Regions from separate parts of the Mus musculus genome. Here region 1 is linked to region 2. A link is a contact called in public promoter capture Hi-C data. All regions are on one chromosome and are shown on one strand. The core of a region is the stretch at or near the end of the contact, and the rest is flanking DNA. Distances in the headings are between cores, read along the strand shown. Region 1 overlaps Kif20b (kinesin family member 20B). Region 2 holds the start of Kif20b (kinesin family member 20B).

Region 1 (4,679 bases), core at 1,464-3,963, 37 kb before region 2:
ACTAAATAGATGTAATTTAAAAAACAAGTCATTTGCTAGTGGGAAAGAGATCGAGGCAGAGAGGGAGGGAAAGAAAAAGAAAGGTGAAGAAGGAAGAGGAGAGCTAAATCCAACCTGAGCAGATAATACGAACAAGCTTTGACAAACCCTTAGCTAACTAACCAAATTAGAGGGAAAAATACAAATTTAACTGAGAAAATTTTAAAATGAAAAGTAGATAATACAACAGTCATCAATGAAAAAAAAACTATATTCTAAATTAGAAAATACATAAGCAGAGACATTTCTTGATACATGGGAAGAGAATATAAACTATTTAAATAAAATAAACATGAGAAATATATAGTAAGAAGTAAAAGTTAAGCAATTATAAAGTTTCCCAACTAAAAAATCCTAACTGCAGATGGATTCAAACCTGAACTCCACCAGGTCTAGAACTCACACCCGGGGACTGCACTGTGGCTAAGACACTCGCTGACCTCACAGAGGCCCCAGATTCCATTCCCAGGACTGCCACTGTGGCTCTTTACTGTAGGTACAGGGGATCTCACACCCGCTTCTGACTCCACAGCCACCACAAACAGATGGCATACATACAGACACGCAAGCAAAATACAACAACAATATCAACCAACCCGAACTCCCAGTACACATGGAGGGACCCATGGCTCCAGTCATGTATGTAGGAGAGGATGGCTTTGGCAAACATCAATGGGAGGAGAGGCCCTTGGTCCTAGGAAGGCTCCATGCCCCAGTGTAGAGGAATGCCAGGGAGGGAAAGCAGGAGTGGGTGGGTGAGCACCCTCATAGAAGCAGGGGGAAGGAGGATGGGATGGGGGGTCTCTGGAGGATAACATTTGAATTGTAAATGTAATATCCAATAAAAAATAGATATACATATGAAACAAAAATAAATACATTTTTTGTTATATTTATGTATGTGCTCATGAGTACAAGTACCTGAGGAGTCTGGAAGTCAGAGGCATCTGATCCCCTGGAACTAGAATTAGAGAGAGAGGAAGTTCTGAGATGTCATGTGGATGCTGGGACATGAACTCACATCCTCTGCAAGAGGAATATGTGCTCTAAACACTAAGCCATCTCTCCAGCCCTCATAAATCTAGAAAAAAAAGCCAGAGAGAGAGACAGGCAGGCAGGCAGGCAGAGCACACGTGTGTACCAATGCTCCTTAAATTATCCATAGACCAGAAACAGGATAAATTTTAAATTTTCTCATTTTACAAAGCCAGTATTACACTTATACCAAAACCAAACAAGGACATGGAAAAAAAATTATTGAACAATCTCCATAGTGAACATGGATGCAGAGCAAAATATTATAAAAACAATGGTGCCCATTTTTTCCACTTATTCAATAAGACTAGATGTCTCAGTGCAATAAACCAAGAGAAATAGATATGAAAATAGAAATATGAAAATACAAAAGGAAGAAGTCAAACTATTCCTACTAGCAAACAATACGATTCTGTACATAAGACCACAGAGAAAAGTCTTAGGACTGACCTACGTCCTGAACAAAGTTCAAGTAGCAGTATACAAATGAGCAAAGTCAGTAGCTCAAGGATAAACAGAGTGAAAAGGAAAACCAGAAAAACAATCCCATTTGCAAGGACTTTAAAGAAAAATAAAAACTAAAATTAAACCTAACCAATGAAGCCCTCTACAATGAAAATGCTCAAACACAAAGAAACTGAAGACACTAGAACACAAAAAGACTTCCATATTTAAGTGTCAGCAGAACTAATATTGTAAGATGCCACATCACCAAACATAATCTACAGTTTTAATACAACTTCCTTCAAATTCCAATGACACTCTTCACAAACCGGGGGGTGGGGGTGTCAATCCTAAAATTCACATAGAACTTTACAAAAGATGACAGATGACCAAAGCAATCCTCAGCAAAAGGAACAAACTGGAGAAATCTCAGGTCATACTACAAAGCCATGCCTAAAACAGTACCATCTTAGTACCGCTTAAGTACAAACAGCATAGCAACACACATGTGTTTCCACAGGGAGTAAAAAAAGAGGACAAAGATGACACAGACTTAAACTCACATAGTTACCAACACCGTATTTTTGACAAAGATACTAAAACACAATAAATGGGCAAACTCGGCCACTTCAGCACCAGGGAATCTGTATAACAAAGTGCAGAATAAAAATGCTAAGACTTTCTCTCAAGCTACACAAAAGTAAACTCAAAGTGAATCAAAAGGCCTGAAGCTTTGAAACACTATAAAATATAACCATAGGCAAAGTCTTTCTCCATTAGTGCATGAAATAATCTCAAGAACTGATAAACAGTATTATAAAAAGGTAAAGAGCCTGCATACACTAAAGGAAATAATCAAGCGACATGAGAACATACAGAATCCTGGCTAGCTACACATCTCACAAGATGATTACTATCTAAACATAAAGAACTCAAACAAAATTAAAAATCAAACAAACCCCATTTGGGCTCATGAGAACAGTTTACTAAAGATGAAAGCACAGGCAGCCAGTAAACATGGGAACTGTTCCGAATCTTTAACAATCAGAGAAACACAATCAGGCATTTTCCAAGTGGCTAAACGAAGCGAGAAGAGGCAGGAAAACACAAGAACGAACGTCACGAGCAAATGTGGGAGGGCTAGCTCACAAAAATAATTTTAACAAAGCAAGGGGAAGAGATGAGTCATTGCCACCAACCACTTCATTCTGCAGCTTTAAACAGCGCTCCCTGTCGTCAGCATATTTTCTCATCTCCCTGTTTCGTACATTTTCTGCTTCTTTCGCTTGAGTGGTAAGGACAGCTTTTTCTTCTAACCACTTCTTTCTATCAGCTTTATATTTCTCTTCAGATTCCTTGGTAAAGATAAAAGTTATTTTCGCATGACAAAAGAGTTAAGTTTTAATAATATCTGCATGTAACCCATCCAGTTAACCTTTTAAAACACTATAAAACAAGTAGTTTTTTTTTGTTAAATAAAGACAATTATGAATTTACTACAGATTTTTAAAAAAACATTAACTGGGCTTATAAACAGTAGTTTCCTATGAAGTCCCTTTACCAACGAACTTAAGACAAATTAAACAATTGATATTTCTTTAAGAGTTACAGTGACTACAATATTCCCAAATGCCATCACATAGTTCCAAAAATAAAACACAAAATGACTTATAACTTATATAACTTATAAAAGGAACATTGAGAATAGATGCTTAGAGAATATAGATTAAGTGATTTTCAAACTGAATTCTATAGATCTAAGATTGTTCTCATGGTAATATAACTTCAGACAAAGAAAACTCTAAAACAAAACAGCACTCCTATCAGAATTACAAGCTTTGTAACACAGGAGATTACATTACCTCAGAAAAATGCTAATACAGCAACGAATAACAATCTCAACATGGCTGATGTACTACTGTTTGTCACAATAAATGGATAATTTCTATCAGCTGCTTTTGGATTTTTACAATGAAAAGGATATACTCTCAAGTATATAATTAATCATTACAAAGAAAAAGTAAATTTTCCTGTTATTTTTAGTAATTTAGGGCACACTGCTTTAATCACAACACTTTGGAGGCAAAGGCAGGTGGATCTCTGTGAGTTCCAGGAATGCCAGAGCTCCAGAGAGAGACCCTGTTTCAAAAGGAAAAAAACAAAATGCAAAAAAACTCATATACAGAAGTAAGTATGGGGCCACACGCTCATAATCTCAGCATTTGGAGGACAAAGACAGGAGGATCAAGGTTCAAGGCAATCCTCAATATATGTGTGTGTGTGTGTATGCATGCGTACTGAGTTTCATGCTAGCCTCTAGGAATTATTAAATACCATCAAAAAAGTATGTTTCTTCCAATTACTGTATTCTACATACAGCATATTAAACCTGAACAAGAATACACAAAAATACAAAATAGCTTTCTTTTATATAGCATATTTTCATGTTTCACTGTTCAGATACATAACACTACTCTAATTTGATAAACTTGGAAAAAGTTAACAACAATCAAAGTCTCCCAGTGGCTGTCTTCTGCAGAGCTATATTTACTAAGTAAAAAGTGGAGTAGAAAATATATTCAAAGATAGGAAAAGCAGTAACTTAAAAATTCTATATACAGTGTCAGGGTGTGAGCTTAGTAGGTAAAAGTGCTAGCTTCAAAAGCCTTACAACTCAGTCATCCTAGAACTTAGGCTTTAAAATATATACGGTGGCATACATATGCAGTCCCAGCACTCCTACAACAAAACAGGAGGCAGAGATAGAATTACCCTGAACCATTGAACCCGCTGGCCTGGAAGATGCTGCTTCACAGCATAAACAAGAGTTCCTGTCAACAACTCCTGAAAAATGTCTTCTGACCTACACTCACACATCAATTACACACATAAAACATAAAGTTGAGGACACAACCAACATGGTTTCATTAGCTGATCATAAGTTATGTCTTGGAAATTTTCCCCAGGATATTTTTCAAAATGCAAAGTTTTTTCTCTATATTACTAATGCCCATGTAATATTTTACCCATAAAACTAGTTATAAAATACAAAATGCTGAATTCTCTTACCAGAAATACAATCTTACCAACAGATACAGCAAGCTGCTAGGAGGGAGGAGGGAGGAGAATAAGGGAGGGAGGGAGGGAGGGAGGGAGGGAGG
Region 2 (4,461 bases), core at 351-2,850:
TCATGAACAATGCAATTAGCAAAAGAAAAAAATATGAACTGTTCACTTGGCCTGATACCCTCCTCTCACATGTCAAACAGCAGAGACAGCAGGGATGACTTAAGATCTTCTGCTAGTCTCGTTACTTAGTATCTCCCAGAAAATTGTTGCAAACCAAATTTTAACATTTAGGACTAAAACTCGGTTATTTGCAAAATAAATTCCTATTTATTTTCCGATTATAAGTAAAAAAGTGAAATAATGCATATAAACTTTACATTTAAAATAAGAGAATTGGGTCCTAGCCCAGTAGGATGCAACTCTGGGTACCTGAGGTACCACAGCCAGAATCTCCAATAATAATGATGATGACGACAATGAAAATCACTAACTGACACATCACAAGGTTGAATGTGAATATGGAATAATGCCATCACTGAACTATTAAATCTGAATTGCACATCAAATCCCTATAGGATAAACCTAACCCTCCACCCCCCAAAAAATTAACATTTAAAATTTTCTAAGGGGGCTGGTGAGATGGCTCAGCGGTTGAGAGCACCGACTGCTCCTCCAAAGGTCCTGAGTTCAAATCCCAGCAACCACATGGTGGCTCACAACCATCTGTCACAAAAATCTGATGCCCTCTTCTGGAGTATTTGAAGACAGCTACAGTGTACACACATATAATAAATAAATAAATCTTTAAAAAAATTTTTTTCTAAGAATCTATCACGCCGGGCAGTAGTGGCTCACGCCTTTAATCCTAGCATTTGAGAGGCAGAGGCAGGCGGATTTCAGAGTTCGAGGCCAGCCTGGTCTACAGAGTGAGTTCCTGGACAGCCAGGGCTACACAGAGAAACCCTGTCTCGAAAAATAAAAAGAAAGAAAGAAAGCAAGCATCTACCAGATGCACAATACCAGAGAGAAAAGGTCGCCTCTCTCCTAATTTTTCAAAGAAACAGATTTAACAGTCTAAAGCACCTAGCACCGGGATTCCCTATTTAAGTAGAAAGACAATCATCTAAATTTGTTTACTCTTCACGACAGGCTCAAAATACAGACCAACGGAAGTAGTACTGGACTAAAACTGACTCACTTCAATTTCCTTTATATACACATAAAACCCAAATATGCTTCTTTTCTAGCCACAAAGTAATGTGACATTTTTTTTTAAAAAAAGCCCCCACTGGACTCAACCTAGAAAGAGATCTTGTCACGTGACAAAACAACTGCTCACCTCCCGAATTCAGGCAACCAGACGTGGCAAATCTTTTTGTGTCTAATAAAACTAGTGTCTGTGAATCTAAAGTGTACCTCCTTTACCGGACCAGGAAACCGAGGCCTAGACAGACCGAAGTCTTCCGCCTCAAGGCTTAACTCGCTTAACTCCCTGAAGCTCAGCCCCACCTTCAGCAGCCCCGCACCTAGACTACGGGCATCACGAGCCCCGACAACGCTGACACGGCCGAGGCGTCGCAGCTTCGTGCCCTCTGTGCAAGCAGCCACCCTCGGAGCCCCCAAAATCGTCAGCTCCTCACTTACTGCAATCGCTGGTCCCTGCACGCCTCCCCACCTGCAGAATTCCACTTCCTCCCGGTTTTCAAATTCAAACAATGGCGGCTCGGCGCCGCGCTGAACCCTGGGAGTGGGCGGGGCTTCCGGCGAGCCCTGGGGGCTGGACCCGCTCGCGGCCGAGTTTCGCCCCCGCCTCCGGAAAAGGCTTTCAAGTCTGGGGGGCGGGACTCGGTGCTCCGGGCGACCGATGGGGCAGTAGCAACGCTCGTGGGCTACCTAGCTGGGAGTTTCTCGGGGCCATATTAGGTTTGACCCTAACGATACCTGTTCGGTACTCAGGTCTCAGGTTCCGTCCTAGACCCGCATGATGACGAGCCTTGCTGAGGCCGCTGTCTCCGCACTGCCTCCCGCGATGCCCCCAGGAGCGGAGGAATGGCAAACTATTCCTCCTATTACACCTCAGAGTCCTGTCATTCCCCGGGGCAGAAAGGACTTGCGACCTGGGACCAAGTTAACTCCCCTCTTTAAGTGATTCTTCTTGTCGATGACGGCCCTCTTGGATGAAACACGTTTTCCTCAAAATACATTTTAGGAGCATATCCTTCATCTTTTTATACCCCCTTTTTGATGTTTCTGAAAGCATAAATCAGCTACCGCTGAGAGGCACTGTGCAGTGCCCCAAAATGTAAGTGCCCATGTGTCCTTCTCCGCTTCCCTAAAGTAACCCTCTGAGTGCAGGGCTAATTTACTAATACATTCATATGACGAGAATTTACTATTGAGGCTAGACTTTCACTTTGAATAAAAATAATGCTAACGTAAATTGAGCATTTACCTTATGCTTCCGCTGGCACTACCTTTATAAAATGGATTGTCTGACTGGTGCTAAGAACCCTTTAAAGTAGGTATTGCTACCGTCCCATTTAATACATTCTAAATAAGTAATGGGCACAAACGTAAATGGAGGGTTGGAGAGATGGCTTAGTGGTTAAGAACACTGACCTCTTCCAGAGGTCCTGAGTTCAATTCCCAGCAAACCACATGGTGGTTAACAACCATCTGTAAAGTGATCCAACGCCCTCTTCTGGTGTGTCTGAGGACAGCAACAGTGTACTCATATAAATCTTTTAAAAAACAAAAAAGCCGGATAGTGGCACATGCCTTTAATCCCAGCACTTGGGAGGCAGTGGCAGGCGGATTTCTGAGTTCGAGGCCAGCCTGGTCTACAGAGTGAGTTCCAGGACAGTCAGGACTACACAGAGAAACCCTGTCTCGGGGGGGGGGGGGGAAGAAAAGTAAATGGAACCGGGATTTAAAATCAGTTGAAGAAGTTTTGTTACCTTAGCTTTTCTGTGATCATATTTTCAGCTATTGCACTTAATTAGAAGGATTTTTGGAACACTAGCTTGACAACCTTAGTGTTTTTCGATCTTGATACAGAATTTATATCTCCTACCACTACCCTGCCTCTGACTTCTTTCATACACACACACACTTCTCCCCCAAACAAAATAATCAAATTTGAGAAGAACTAGTTTGGATAAGATAGTAGATAAGATAAGTAGATTTGAATAGATAAGTAGATACAAGGCCAGAAGGAAAAATGAAGAAAGAAATGTAAATATGAAAGAAAAGAATAAAATAGAGACCTTCCCAGGCTGGAATTTATGTTTTGTTTTTAAACAAAATTTCTATGTAGGCCAGGCTGCCTTGGCCTCTTTCCAATGCTGAAACTATAGGAGTGTACTAGCATACTTCCCTAGCTGGACGTCAGATTCTAATGGGCTTTGTCAATTTTCATTGCTCCTTCAGATAAGTCTAACCCCCTGGATCCGATTTTTCTACCACACCTCACAGTGTCATGTTGCTTTTGCTAGTTACCAACAATTCTTAGCCCTCCGTGGGGCACTTGTATGTGTTGGTTTTGCAAACATTCGTTGGAAATTTGCAGTGCACTGTTTTTGAGGGTGGTAGAGACAGTAGGTGAGAAGAGTGAGCACAAAGACTCTTAAGGACAAATTCTAATAGGGCAACAGCCATGTCAGAAAACATTTACAGAATTACAACTACATCAGGTGCTTTAAAAGAAACTGTCTTAGAATGTGATGGGGAAACCAGAGCAAATGTTTGATCTGTATCATCAAGGATTGTTAGGAATTAACTAGTTAAGTAATATGAACATCCCAAGCCTAGGACACATGATACCAGGCACGAGGGGCGGGGAGAAAACAAAATCCAACAGATCTCCTGTTATTTGGTTCTAACTCCCAGTGGCATTTCCAGGTTAACTATAAATGTTTTACACTTGAAACATTCTTCCCGGGCTACAGGGTTAAGCATGCCCAGTATAGTTTAGTATAGCATGCCCTTTATAGTTCGCATTTCATTGGCCAGTCTCCTTTCTCTTTTACTCAAGCTCTAAAGTAAAGGAACAATGAGTACTGAGACCTCTACTCTCTCCTGTCTAGCTTCTACATGACAAGTTAACCAACTCTTATAATCAACATCTTTATTCGTCTTTACCAGAGAATAATTCTTTCTTCTCAGATCTCACATCAGAGACCTAACTACACGGAAATATTCGATTACCCGCTGTGGTAGTATGAATATGCTTGGCCCAAGGAGTGGCACTATCAGGAAGTGTGACCTTATTGGGAAAAGTGTGTCACTATGGGAGTGTGATTTGAGATCTCTTAGCTGCCCATGAGGCTTCTTTTCAATGGAGATGTAGAACTCTTGGCTCCTCCAACACCATGTCTGCCTGCACACTGCCATGCTTCCATGATAATGGACTGAACCCTTGAAAGTGTAAGCCAGCCCCCAATTAACTGTTGTCCTTTATAAGAGTTGTCTTGGTCATGGTGTCTCTTCACACTAATAGAACTAAGACACCCACTTAATGAAGTGTGACAGATTCGTCTAACACAATATGTTCAGGATGGGATGCTGGGTTTTTCACTGTGG

Evidence for each region. Promoter capture Hi-C pulls out the DNA fragments that hold promoters and counts their contacts.
Region 1: a promoter capture Hi-C map of hematopoietic stem and progenitor cells shows a contact between it and region 2, with 2.5 times the contacts expected there. A contact is called at or near these places in 17 of 39 promoter capture datasets (the C10 cell line, the HPC-7 cell line, HPC-7-derived erythroid cells and 9 more), 94 of 484 Hi-C or Micro-C datasets (2-cell-like embryonic stem cells, B cells, the Ba/F3 cell line and 45 more), 11 of 130 datasets of targeted methods (CD8 T cells, the SCID.adh cell line, embryonic fibroblasts and 4 more) and 4 of 9 other capture datasets (adipose tissue, embryonic stem cells, liver and 1 more).

What each region holds. Positions count from the first base shown.
Region 1 is chr19:34,957,610-34,962,288 of GRCm38.p6, reverse strand. It overlaps Kif20b (kinesin family member 20B), which reads right to left. Exons shown (of 32, transcript NM_001362434.1): 25 at 2,718-2,873. Among named protein-coding and RNA genes, the nearest start is that of Mir1950, 5.4 kb to the left of the region's middle.
Region 2 is chr19:34,919,497-34,923,957 of GRCm38.p6, reverse strand. Kif20b (kinesin family member 20B) reads right to left here and starts at 1,600. Exons shown (of 32, transcript NM_001362434.1): 1 at 1,525-1,600.